Regions from separate parts of the Drosophila melanogaster genome. Here all the other regions are linked to region 2. Evidence: chromatin contacts called from public Hi-C and HiChIP or PLAC-seq data. All regions are on one chromosome and are shown on one strand. Each heading gives the region's core, a stretch centred on a gene start, on an enhancer-like site or on the middle of the called end of the contact. The rest is flanking DNA. Distances are from core to core; before and after follow the strand shown. Region 1 holds the start of sdk (sidekick). Region 2 holds the start of CG5273. Region 3 holds the start of SkpA (SKP1-related A).

The links. Hi-C and Micro-C count contacts between places; a contact is called where the count stands out from the background. HiChIP or PLAC-seq counts read pairs in DNA pulled down with a chosen protein or histone mark.
Region 1: a contact with region 2 is called in a Hi-C map of the Kc167 cell line, with 2.7 times the contacts expected there. The contact joins the promoter of sdk here to the promoter of CG5273 in region 2. A contact is called at or near these places in 1 of 1 datasets of contacts at CTCF or cohesin (the Kc167 cell line), 30 of 107 Hi-C or Micro-C datasets (the D17-c3 cell line, the Kc167 cell line, the ML-DmBG3-c2 cell line and 15 more) and 4 of 6 datasets of contacts at active chromatin or transcription factors (the Kc167 cell line and the S2 cell line).
Region 3: a contact with region 2 is called in a POLR2A S2P HiChIP or PLAC-seq map of the Kc167 cell line, with 4 times the contacts expected there. The contact joins the promoter of SkpA here to the promoter of CG5273 in region 2. A contact is called at or near these places in 13 of 107 Hi-C or Micro-C datasets (the Kc167 cell line, the S2 cell line, brain and 5 more) and 2 of 6 datasets of contacts at active chromatin or transcription factors (both in the Kc167 cell line).

What each region holds. Positions count from the first base shown.
Region 1 is chrX:684,557-688,799 of dm6, reverse strand. It overlaps sdk (sidekick), which reads right to left and starts at 1,966. Exons shown (of 15, transcript NM_134315.4): 1 at 1,674-1,966; 2 at 942-1,227. The coding sequence starts at 1,101.
Region 2 is chrX:756,959-761,420 of dm6, reverse strand. It overlaps CG5273, which reads right to left and starts at 1,827. Exons shown (of 3, transcript NM_166863.4): 1 at 1,736-1,827; 2 at 893-1,645; 3 at 1-739. The coding sequence starts at 1,622. The coding sequence ends at 60. It overlaps CG5254, which reads right to left. Exons shown (of 3, transcript NM_001297830.1): 3 at 2,702-3,616. The coding sequence starts at 3,580. The coding sequence ends at 2,867.
Region 3 is chrX:653,184-657,804 of dm6, reverse strand. SkpA (SKP1-related A) reads right to left here and starts at 1,691. Exons shown (of 2, transcript NM_166858.3): 1 at 1,021-1,691; 2 at 1-706. The coding sequence starts at 695. The coding sequence ends at 207. Hmt4-20 (Histone methyltransferase 4-20) reads left to right here and starts at 1,772. Exons shown (of 3, transcript NM_130497.4): 1 at 1,772-2,425; 2 at 3,709-4,435; 3 at 4,567-4,621. The coding sequence starts at 3,722.

The sequences.
Region 1 (4,243 bases), core at 717-3,216, 73 kb after region 2:
ATTGTTTGGATCCCCAGCCTGGGGGGCAAGGATTTCCTGTGTAAACAAATCGCCGCCTAAATTAACAAATGAACAAGGCTTTAAAACAATTGTTTTAATTAATATCTGATCGATGACAAACACGGGCTTATGCTCTCTGTGAGAATGCGTTAAAGAATGATGGTCGACATGGTTACCATATACCGGGAGCTGAACTCAAATTAGAATTATTGTATATCGCTCTCTTCTTACGTGCCGTTGCAGCTCAACTCAATTATCGTTAATCTGGAACATCTTTAAAAAAATGCATGTGAATGGGAAAAAGATAAGCGCAAGAAAGAAATATTTTACAGGGCAAGAAAAAAAGCAAAAAATTAAGTAACCAAAAGAATTTTTTCAACTTCTTTGGAAGGTAATTCAATGCTTTTTGGGCATTTATGGAAAACTGAACCAGAATTCTGAAACCAAAGCTTCGGTAAGTGCATTTTTACAGGGAACTTATGGTAAAATATAAAAAAAAAAATATGAAAAAAAAGCTAAGCTCAGAATATTCACACGCTGACTACATGTTGTTTCACTTGTTTTTAGAAGCAACATTCCGCATATGGAGCTATTACAAATCAATTTCTAATAATCATACTCCAATTTATTTACAGAAAACAGTGAGTTACCGTTGTTTATTGTGAATTCAGTGTAAGAATGCGAGTTTGCCCACCCTACTCTTGATTAGTGGACAAAAGGGAGCAGCAAATCAAAAAGTGGCGTAAGTGCAGCCGATCGATCGTTCGAATTCAAATTCGATTTCGAGCGCGAGGGTTTTTCGTGTTGCCTTCTGTGCGGCTTTTCTTGTTTCGAAATTCCCACGGCTGTTTGTCTTGTACTTGTTTTCGTAAAAAAAAAAGAAGAACCAAAACTAAAGGGAACGCAAAAGAACAAGAAGCATAGAGAAGACGAAAACTTACCCGCGTAACAAAAAAAGCAGCTGTCGCAGTAGCAGAGCAAAACCAGCACTGCAAGCAGAGACGCCAACTTCGGCTGCGACGGCATCTCGATGGCTAATGTTGCTGTTATTGTTGTTTTTGGACGACGTCGACGCAGCGACGACGCCGCAGATTTGAGCATTTGTTGTTGCCTTTCGGTATTCGTATTTCTGGGATTTCGCTTTGTTTTCTTAGCGGCCTTCCTTCGCTCTTCTAGTTTTTAGTGAAAAGTCTAGTTTTAATTACACATCGCTCACATCTTTTTTGGCTAAAATATAAAATATACAAGAGCGAATGAAATTTTAAACGTCACTTTTTCAGTTTTCTTTGTGCCAGCCATTCGCGCACACACAACACTCACACAGGCACACCTGCCACAGGTTAAAGAGCGAGTCAGCGAGCGAGAGAGAGGGAGCGATCAAAAACGAATCGAGGGAGAGAAAATAAGAATGCAAAAGCAAAAACCAAAAAAAAAACCACCTCTCTCTTTCGCTCTCACTGTTTTGAACCCTTGTTTCATTTGAGGCTTTAAGACCGGTTTTCAAACTTGTTTTCACATGCAATTCTTGCACACAGACACAGACTGGCATATTCGTGGCTAAGAAACAATTGATCAAATTTTTGAAATAAACAAATGCTTATTTCACATTGCCTTGCTCTTTGGCGGCATTGCTTCACACAAAACATCAGTAATAAAACAGAACAAAAACCAACAAAAAAACGCGATCGGTGCGGTGCGAAAGAAACGCGAAAGGTGCGCGCTTACTGCTTTTCCTCCTTCCTTCTGGACACAAGTATGTTCTTCTTTCTGCCACCAGGGTTACCATATACCCATAAACCGTTCGGCCAACGCTTAGCACCACAACGATTAACAATTAACAATGAACTCGAGGGTCCGACAGGCACAAGTCGCCATTTGTAGTTGCTGCTGTCGCTGAATTTGCAACTCCCCGACGAGCAACCGAAAGACAACCGTTCACTACGCGCGCACAAAACGAACTGCGCTGCCCCGTCACAGTCGCTGCTGCGCTGCGCTGCTTCTTCTTTCTCGTCTCCGCTGCTTCGGCCTCTGCCGACGACTGGCACAGTGGACCGCGTTGTCTGGTCAACAGAAGTGGGTGGCGCAACCGCGGAGCGTGCCAATGGGTTGTAGCTGAAAATTAAGACTTCACGTGCAAATGGCACAAAATGATAATAAAGTAACTAAGCACAAGCAAAGAACATAAATGAGTTGGAGTAATATTAATAATGGTAGGTAGCATAAAAAAAATACATTTTTTGTTGGCAGCCAAACTAAGAGCCTCGAACATATTTTCGGCTCCAACTCACAATGCCATGGACTCAAACCGCAAACATGACAGCCTCGCCTCACTGTGCAGTTTCCTCTCACAACCAGCGCACAATCACTCGAAATGGCCAACTTCACTCAACTTTGAGCGGGCTATTCTGAGTGCCATCCAATTGCCGTTTGATTGGCTAAGTTGAAAAAGAAAGCGCACTAATTGTGTTTTGTATTACGATGAAATAATACTCAAACCCAAAAAAAAATTCTACTGGCATGAGCGGAAAGTATCGGATCGTCATACTTTGATTAATAAAAAGCAGAAATAATATACATATACATATGTAATTAGTTACCAGAGCTTTGAGCGCAACGCCAGCTGACTTGGGGCCCCTGGCAATCCAAAATTGCAGGAGTGTTTAATGGAAAATGCATGTACTTACTACGTACATATATACAAATATGTAAATAAATTCTGATTACGCCACCCCAAATTTTGCTCCTCCAGCGCCTTTTATTTTGGCGCATGCATTTTTTAAGTGTGTTAACAACACATTTTGACTAACAAACTTGGCGTTTTCTCCGCATTAAAATTAAGCACACACAAAATGTATGCAAAATGTAATGCAATTGTAAGTTGTGTGCGTGTTTTCCCATTTTCCACAGGCGAAGACGAAGAAGAAGCAGCCATCACGCAGAGAAGGATGCGAAATAAAATGTGCATTTCAAAATGCACTTAAAAATTGTTGTCGCGCCGTTCTGTGTGTGAGTGTTTTTAGCGAGTGTGCGGCGTGTGTGTCCCGCCAGAGGTCACAGGTCAACTTCGTCGCCTGCCAATTAAAACTTTTTATGCGCTGCGGCGACTCCACTCACAAAACGAGCAGTAGGAACTGGCTTTCCAGAGATGACAGTTCTCCCTCCATGTGGTAATACTACTGTTTAATGGCAAAAGCTGGCAATATTTTAAATCGAGTCCCTCTAATGCGTTGGCTTTAAACTTTAGCCCTCGAATTGGGCATATGCTTAAATGGGTTTTAAAATGAGTTTTCATAATTATGTTGCTTTTATCGACATCAAACTGACGAGAATTGGGTGTTTTCCGAACCTTCCTGCTATCACCCTGTCACGCACCCATCGCCAGCGGCCACACACACACAAGATGGCAGGGAAATTATGAATGCGATTTCAGTTAATTAAGAACACAACAATTACGCGGCCAGTGGATGAGGCATGGCATGGCATAGCGGGGCTATGAATTTCCAAAAGAATCACTTTTAACTTTAAATGGAGTCCGCATTATATCGGTATGCTATTTAAAGGGTAAGTAAACTGCACTCGAGCTCGTAAAACCGATCCTCAACTTTCGGCCGGCGAGGAACAAATGTGGAGGAAATGTGCAAAACTAACTCGGAAAATGCACTCAACTTCAGCCACGCCCCCCCTTGCCCACGCATGTGTCGTATTGTTTTGAGTTGGAAATTTTGTCGTTTGCGCAACAAGTTGGCAAATTCAACCAACGACCAGAGTCTCGGCGACTGTGTGGGTGCAGAAATGTATTGGTGTTTGAGCAGCGCTTTCGCCACTTTCACTCCTTTGTTTGGCCGCCTTACACACACGCACACATACACACACTCATTGAGTGCAGGACACACGCAAATCGGAAATCCAAGCAAAGTTTCCCTCACCCATCAAATGGCAAAAGGTGTAGCCTACCTTTGAGGGCTGAAATTTCAGCAGCCCTGAAACTCTCGAAAGGCGGAGAAATTTGCAGAAACATGGTCGTATGGTCGTAATACGCTAAATTTTAGTAAAACAGCAATATTAAATAAATATATAAATATTTTTCTAGCATATCGATAGAAATTTAAAAGGCCTTATAAAATTTTGAAAAAATATCAACACATTTATCAAAAGTGTGGACGTGGCAGATTTGTGCGGCTTGTGGACGTTAGATTGCGCTGCGTCTATGTTCCTACAATCTGTAGGATTAATCTCAACCTTC
Region 2 (4,462 bases), core at 578-3,077:
ACAGTAGGTAGTCGGGTAATTGAGTGGGTGCACAGTGGAACGTTCCAGAAGCATGGTCTCTAAAAGCCAGCGAGCCGCTTGGCCACCACTCCGCTCATAAGCACGAGCAGAAGGGTCCGCATGGTCAATCCTTCCAAGGCCCGAGCTCCGCCGGTGTGGGAGCGAACGGATGCCTGGATTGGAGCGGCGACATCCTGTGCCTGCTGCACTTGCTGCACCTGCTGCGATCCTGGTTGATCAGCGGCCATGGGCGCCAGTGGTGCTGGACCCTCGCCGGCGGAAGCAGCTGGTGGCGGGGGTGCCGGGTAGCAGGCAATCTTCTCCACCTCTATCATCTTGGTGCTGTCAGCCGGATCCGTTTCGTTTACCTTGGTGGGCACACAAATAATGCCTCCAGGCGGTGGGGGAGCAGCTGGGTCCGGCGCGGTCATGTTAGAGGTCTCTGGATTAAAGGGCATTGGTGCCATGGGTACGGCTGGCTGTTGGGCATCTTGGGTGGTGTTGGAAGAGGGAACTGGGGCCGCTGGAACTGCTCCCGGGGCAGCAGCCACACCTGCTGCATTTATCACAGTGGTGCCATCACTGGCATTCACTGGCACGCCGTTGTTAATGATGATTATGCGATCCTGACCAGCAGCTGGAGCTGCGGCAACCGGCTGCGAGGAGGAACTGCCTCCCGAGGGAGTGAGGGCGTGACCCAGCAGGGCACCTCCCAAGCCGCCAGCAAGCAGTCCAGTTCCTGCGAAGAAATTAAACATTGAAGCGCAAAAACAGGTGTGTCACTTAAACAACAAGCGTTTACACGATTTATGTGAGCACTTAAAGCAAATATGAGTCAGCAACAGAAGATTGCTGCAGGGGATCGTGATACACTGCGTGTTAGACGTCTTACCGAAGCCCAAGCCAGAGGAGGACTGTTGTGGTGGTGCAGAATAATAGGTGGCTCCGGGCGGCAAAGCAGATCCCGCCTGGTAGTAGGTGGCCCCCGGAGGCGGAGCAGCAGCTGGGTGATAGCCACCGCCCATGGGAACATGGCCGGCGGACGGATAGTATGTAGCGCCAGCGGGGATATTGGGGGAATAGCCACTGCCGGGTCCTGCAGCCGGGTAGTAGGTGGCTCCAGCTGGCACTCCAGAGTACTGCGGCTGATGGACATTCGATCCGGTGGCGGCTCCATAGTTGGGAGGAGCTGCTCCGTAGTTGGGGGCATGGTAGGCTGGCGGCGGCTCGTGCATGTTGGGTCGGGCTCCTCCGGCGGGGTTGGAAGCGGAGTAGGCGGGCGGCGGACCCTGCGGCACATTCCAACCTGGCTGAGGGGCGGAGCCTGGGGACCCTGATGAGCCCGCGGCCATTGGTCGATTCGGCTGCGAGTTGTAGTTGGGGTAACTCAGTTTGGCCACATCTGCATGAGAGTTCCCGGCGGCGTGGCCATTCGTGTTGTAGCTGGGCTGCGTCACGTGACCGTAGTTGGAGGAGCTTGACGAGGAGGAGGTCTTCCGCTGGTTGCCCTGGTTACGCCGGGCGTCCACAACATTGTCTCCGCCGTGCGTCAGCAACAAGGCAAACAGCGCCCAGGCCACATAGGCGAAAGGGGAACAGGCGCCACCACTGGAGGCCATCATGTGATCCGGATTAGTGCTTCACCCTTAGACGAGTGGAGACAAGACTACATAAATGTCAAACACGGCAAATACGTCAATGCAGATCATCGGTCACTGATGTGCATGCTAATTACCGAAACCCGTTTTGGATGCTTCTGCTCGTTTTCAGCTGCTCGCGTAGTTTGTCCGCAAAACAAGTTTTTTAATTGGTAAAAACTGTTATTTGATTTCACTTTTTGCTATGTGACCAGGCTGGGGAAGGTGCAAAATACTTGTCGGTCTGTGTCTTCACTAGACATTTAGCGAATACATGCACCGTGTACGACATTTTCAGGGACATTTTCGGGCTGCAATTAAATGTGGCAACCCTTTTCAGTGTCAAATTGCTAAGTTTTCTGATTTCAGACACCAGGCGAACAGAAACGGTAACAGGTGCCAGCTGTCCGCTCAAACTAACTAAAACAGCTGATCCTTTTAAAGATGGCTGCGCCTTACGCCTTTCCAGTCACCCCATTCGACCAAAGCCAAAGATGGAAAGAAACCGTTAGTTACTTTATGATTACTGCCCTATGTGGCAATTTTTGTTTGCCTGGTGTCCAGCCACTGATATTCACAAATTTCTGACAAAATTTACGTCGGACGGAGAACATTTTTCCCAGTCAAAATGACAACTGTCGGGTCCCAGACACTAGGCCAACAGAATCCCTAGCAAGCTGCTGCTGGCAGCCCTTCCGATCTTTCCAGTTACCAATTGACCAATAGGAAAGCGGCACAACCGTTAATTTTAAACAGAGCGCACACCAGTGATGAGCGGCCTAGATGTTCTTGATGTTCGTGTCACGAATTAGCACGATAGGCACGAAAGTCCCTGGTATTACATGGGTGGGTTCCCGAATTAAGAGGCACGCGGGCATCACTAAGAAAGCGCTTATTAGACTGATCAGCTGACTGTTTGGCACGCGGTGATCTTTTTGCGCGCCTGGTGCCGTAAATCGAGAACTTTTGTAATTTGATTGCACGAGAAAGATCGTCATTTCGCCTGCTGCAGGATACATATTAAATTTACATATTAAATTTACATATTTAAATTTAAAAATTTTCTAAAAATATCATTGATTATTTATTTTCAACACAAAGTAAAAATACATTTATTGACGAATCACAATCGGAAGAGTAGCATCCCCTTGATGGCATTGATCGCGACTAATCGACTTACTATTATACAAAAAAACAAAGAAGGCGCTTGCCTCTTGAGGACTTAAGGACTAGGAGTAGTTGTGGAGCAGGTAATCGTAGGAGTACTCGAAGACCAGCAGCAGAATAGCTCCACCTGGGCCCAAACGCATAATCTTGGGAACGAGCCCTTTGTACAGCGCTCGGAATCCTTCCTCGCGGTAGACGATGCCCATGGAGCTGAGGGTTCCTCGGTATTTTATCTGCCCGGGGACCGGTTGCGGTCCCTGGATGCGTGACTTGGCCACGTCGAATGGGATGTTGACGAAGCAGGCCAGAGTGCCGGCCAGGAAGCCGATGGTCACCTTGCGCAGAAACTCCAAATGGCTCTCCTTGTACTCGGGCACCACGTTCTTCACGCTGTGGTAGAACCCGAAGTACACCATGTTGAAGACTCCATTGCGTCCCATGGTGGCGGTGATGCCCTTGTTGAGGCCGCTGAAGCCCAATCCGTCCTGCTGTATGATACCCTTGGCCACGGCGAACGTGCTGAGCATCTTTTTTTGGCGATCAGCCTGCTGGGCCACCTTCACCACCTCGAAGGGATTCACGGCTATGGCTTCCAGTGTGCCGGCTGTCAGTCCAGCCAGAGAAAAGGTCAGCGGCGTGGGAGTGGGCGAGCCGAATTGAAAGAGCGGCTTCGTCTGCTCGAACACCAGGAACTTGATGGCCCGCTTGGGCGTCTCGGCCAGGATTGGCGGCATGATGCCCTTCCAGTAGGAGGAGATGCCCTCGTGGCGGTACATCTTGGCGAAGCAATCGAAGACGCCATTGTAGTGCACCTAGATATTGGGAATACAAGCAGAAGATAAATAGAAGTGGAATATAAAAAAGGGACTGCGAACAGCTTGACCATCATAAGTTATTTACTACTAATATTGAAAACACTGATTGGCATTGGCACAACACCTACTCGAAATCACTCAAGTTTCCACTGGACTGCAAGTATCTGTTTGTTTTCGCAAAACTGGAAGTGTGAACTATGTATGTGTGTATTTATATACTGTATTTGTGCTAATTTCCCTCTTGTCGCCAGCTAGTCCCCGTCCCCTTCCGGCGCTTTCTTCGTTTATTTGCTTTCATTTGCTCTTATAAATTTGCTAAATCATCATGTCTCGACGAGCAGAAGAAAATGAAAATGTTTTGTGATATTATTTTGCTGGGGTCTTCACGCAAAATGTTCCTAGGAATCGTATATCGTCCCAGAACTGGGTACCACAAAATCATTCCTACTTTTCTATTTTTTGGTAATTTCTTAAAGCCACCATATAAATTTTCCCAAAAATGATCCTTTGTCTTATCTTAAGGTGTTCTAAGCACATAGCCCGAAGATCTCCAAAAGCGGCCAACACCCGTAATCCAGATTAGATAGGCTGTGGAGTTGGTCTAGCTTAGCAGCTAAAACAACCGAAATTAAGTATTAATTAGGCTGCCTGCAGCTAGACCCAAGTTAGTATCCCTCACACGTGCCGAGTGTCTGCTATCGGCGCATAATTTCGATGGCGATTGGGGAATGTTTGGCCTGTCATGTATTTATACATATGTACATATATATGTATATTCTTCACTCGACTGATAAGCTTATTACGGGAGAGCGACGATTTGCTTCGACTGCTGATAAATGTGGA
Region 3 (4,621 bases), core at 442-2,941, 100 kb after region 2:
TATTTACGACAAAAAATGAACCCCGCGAATCAAATCAGCAACAGATCATTTATACACAATTTAAATCGAGTCTCTGCTGGGGTTAAAAATAAAAAAAAATGTAAATGAAAGTAGCAACTAAGTAAAGTTGCAATGCTGCAAATCCAATTCGTTCCCGAATCCCCTAGCTGTTTCAACTTAATGTTGGTCCCGCGAAATGCCGCGCTTTACTTCTCCTCGCACCACTCGTTCTCCTTGCGCACCTGCTCCTCCTCGGCGGGCGAAAAGTCCTTCTTAATGTTGAAGGTCTTGCGTATTTCCTCGGGAGTCTTTCCCTTAATCATGTTTGCAACAGTCTTGCAGGTGAGCTCCAGAAGGCCCTTAATGTCCAGATAGTTCGCTGCCAATATCAGCTCAAACAGTGTGCCCTGGTCGACTTTTAGGAAATCTGCATCCCATGAGATAATGTCGTCTGTGCGCTTCTCCTTGCTCTCATCATCCTCCGTTGGCTGGGGGTCGTCCTTGTGGTAGTGAGCCCAGGTAAGCACCTTGCGAAGAATCGTCGAATTCACATTGGGCAACGGCACAATGGCATTCTCATCGTCCTCCATGCCGCAGTCCTCCAGCATGGTCTTGATAGTGCCGGAGCACTTGGCGATCTGGATATCCGTGTCAAAGATCTCCTCATCCGAAGATTGCAACTTGATGCTGGGCATTTTGGGCTTTCCTGCAGTTAAGTTCAGTATAAAACATTAGGTTCTAGTTGAGAAATGTGTGGCAGTGCAATCAGTGTGTTTTTTAACAGTGTGTGGATCCCAATAGTCATTTCAATGCGTTTGCTTCGCATGCACCAAGTCGTCAATTATTGATAACAGATGTAAGCATATAAGCATGCGTGTAAATGAATATAAGCAACTAGGATGCAAACAATCATTTGTGAATTTTGTATGTTCATATCCCTGCAGTTTGCAGAGTCGCTCTCTTTAAAATTCAAACCGACTAAAATGAGGTCATATCAGATCAAAATTTGTATCGTATTACTCTTGCAGGTTATGCCTGTGTGGAAATCACCGTTGTTTTCGTACAAAGATAACAAACGATTGTGCACTTTCGATGTTTCTTTCGTGATGATTCAACGATGAAATGGTGATGAAGGGATAAGTAGAATCGAAACATAGAGAACGGCACTTTCCAGAAATGCTCACCCACACATCCACTCACCCCCACACAAGCCGACTCTACCACAGATGGATGCGTGCGTATGTTCGTTTTTCTTGTGGTTGCGAAAGCGTTCTTGCTTGCTATTTGTAGGCTTTTTATTTGTTTTCCGACTAACCTTACGATGATGCCTTTAAACGTACTGACACTATTTCCACGCAGGCTCCAACTGAGATATAAATCAACACACCAAATTCACAATACTCACGTAAAAAACGAAACGGCTATAGTGACCAGATGGCGAAACTCTAAAAACACCTCTAAACGTCTTTATCGAAGGCACGAACAACAACTAGCCACAATGAAAGAAAACTGGCGGGAACCAGGTGGACCTGGTAATGGTAACTTGCAGCACAGATTGGTGGCGAAGTCGAAAGCAGAATACGCATTGATAAATCTGAACACTTTCACACCGAATTGCACAGTAAACGGAAATTAATTTCTCTGAAAACAAATTACACCGATACTTTCAAATGGCGAATAGAGAATGGTGAGCGTCTCCGCTAACTGCGGTGGCAGTTTTAATCGTAGCAATCGATGGCATTCAATTATCGATACATATCGCACTGACTTCAGTGGTCGAAGCATCAACGTCTTTTTACATCACTAATCCGAGTATCGCGGAAAAAAAGCAGCCGCATTTTGTAAACTAAGTCCGAATTAGAGCTGATACAAGTCCCGACTTATTCGTCAAGAGGAGCGGCGGTAGCAAATAGCAACAGCGACACTTGGTGCAAAGAACGCAGAGGAGAAAGAAGTGAAAAAAGCATACATACATACGCACGTACACACGTCTCGCTAGTAGAGGGAATATATGTATATGCATACGGCTGGGTTTACGTGTGCTTGTGTGTGCTACAGCCGCTTCTAGGCGTGAAAGAGCGAGGGATACATTCTCTTCCCATACTCGCGACTTTTGGAGCGTCTCGCGAGCGAAAGAGAAAGCACGAGCCATGGACGGCGGTTGGAAGTTTTTGTGGAACAAAGGCGTCAAGAACTAAAATGATTTGGGACTGCAAGCGCGATTTATTTTGGGTACGCAGCCAAAGCCAAGCCATCCAAAACGGAGTCCAGCTCCAATCCAGTGTGTCGCCGTTTGTATATGTGAGTCTCGACGAAAAGCCGTGGAAAGAGACGGACACACGCACAGAGAAGCAGCAGACAAAGCATCGTTTTGCGAGATTGAGCGAGAGGCACAATATCGCCTTAGTTAATAAATTCATTTAAGGTAAATGCAGACAACAAATCGAAAAAGTGCAAAAAAAAAATCGGAACAGCATGAAGTGCATAAACACAGCAGACTGTGCGTGCATGTGTGTGTGAGTGTGTGTAACAGGCGCCGCCATTTTTCGTTACCATGCAACCAGCCAGCGTCTAGGGTTGGCAACCGCTTCGAAATGCTGTTAACAACAAAAAAAATTGGCGAACTCAAATTACAAAGCTACATCCACCCAGCGAAATTTATTGTAAACACCCGTTTTTCGGTTACCCCGCACACAAGTGTACTTAATTTGCAAGCCTTTGCGCACTTGGCAACCCTTCATCTTCCATTCTCACTGCGCATATGCCTCCCTCTCTCTCTCACCTGCGTTATGTGGTATGCGTTTGTAAACAGCTGAGAGAGCAATTTGCAAACGACATTCGTTTCCATTCAGAACAAATCGACCAACAAACAAATATTCAATTCCAGCGATGTTTCCCAGCACCACCCACTTGTGTTTATGATAGTTTATGCCCAGAAAGGTATTTCAGTTGTTGCACAGACTCAAGAAAATACAAGATTTGCAATTACTGTCTGCTGCGCATGCAAATCGATAAGACATTTTTGTTATGCTCGCCTTTTGTTCACCAGCATATAAATATATACGCGTACCCATTCATTTTAAATATTTTCGGCAGTAAGTGTGTGTATTCCAGGATTACCGAAGTGCCTTTTGTTTTTTGTGGATCAATACTTTTTTTTACATGTGCTTTCAAGTTAATTGATTTTTGTTAAACGTGTGTGTGCATGGGCTAAAAGGGCTTGGAATAAGTGCGAGCGAGAGGGATGGCTGTCGACGACATCAGTTACAAGCCCCCTCTTTCTCGGTCTCTCTCTCTCTCTTTCAAACGCGAAGCCGTAGGAATAAAAACTAAATTAGGGCCATTTTCAACGGAGCGAATATATTGGCAAAATGCCGGAACATATGGTTTGCGGATTGAGGATTATTGCAAGTCATCCAATCCTGTGAGAGAGTGTGTATGTATGGGTGCAGGACGTTTGCCTTTGTCCTAGTCTTGTCCTGAAAGCTTATGTCCATCTCGCTCTTTGTCGTGTTCGCAGACAACAGCGGCGTTGCCAGATGTAATAAAAGAGCTTATACCTGTCAGTGATTCAAATTCCAAAACAGCTGACAATTGCCGGGTTGATTGGGTTTGGTGGAATTGGTATATCTAAGATCGTATTAGTATTTGAGTGAAAAAGTGTGCACATCGTTTTGAATATACTTGTAATGCTGTTCATCCTTGCAGACTGTCGTGCAGAATGGTCGTCGGCTCTAACCACACGCGGCGCGGTGAAACTGGCAGCAGATTTACAAACAGCAGCAGCTCCAGCAGCACAAGCGGTGGCCCCACCGCTTCGGCCAGTAGCACCACCAGCGTAACGTCTTCACTAGCCACCAATTCCACGTCGACATCGACGGCTGCGGCTCTGTTGTCGTCCATGTCCCACAAGAGCCATGGCCCTCCGCCATCCGCACCTCCATCTGCACACCACCAGACGAACCAGCAGCACCACCAGGTGGCCCACAGCCAGCCACATGCCACCCATTACCAACAGACAAACCAGCACCCTAGCCACCATCACCAGTCCCATCAGTCTTCGAACGGCAGTGGCGGAGGATCTGCTGGATCGGGATCTGGATCTGGATCGGTGGTTAGTGGACTCAATGGTTGCAACGGCAGCGCCGTCAGCCGCCTATCGCAATCCACTGGGATGTCGCCGCGGGAACTGTCCGAGAACGATGACCTGGCCACATCGCTGATCCTCGATCCGCATCTTGGATTTCAGACCCACAAGATGAACATACGCTTTCGGCCTCTTAAGGTGGACACGCAACAACTGAAAGCGATCGTGGACGACTTTATCCACACGCAGAACTACGATATAGCCATCCAGCGCATATACGAGGGGCCGTGGATACCGCGTCATCTCAAGAACAAGAACAAGATTGCCACCAAGCGGCTCCACGATCATGTAAGCCGAAACTTCCCGTTTTAACAATTTTTATTTATTTTAAAGCATGGTTACTCGCCTCTGTGGTGCATGGTACAATTTCAATTGCAATTCATATTAATCGAAATCCCCATCTGCCCAATGTCTTCCAGATCGTCCGATACCTGCGCGTCTTTGACAAGGATAGCGGCTTTGCAATCGAGGCCT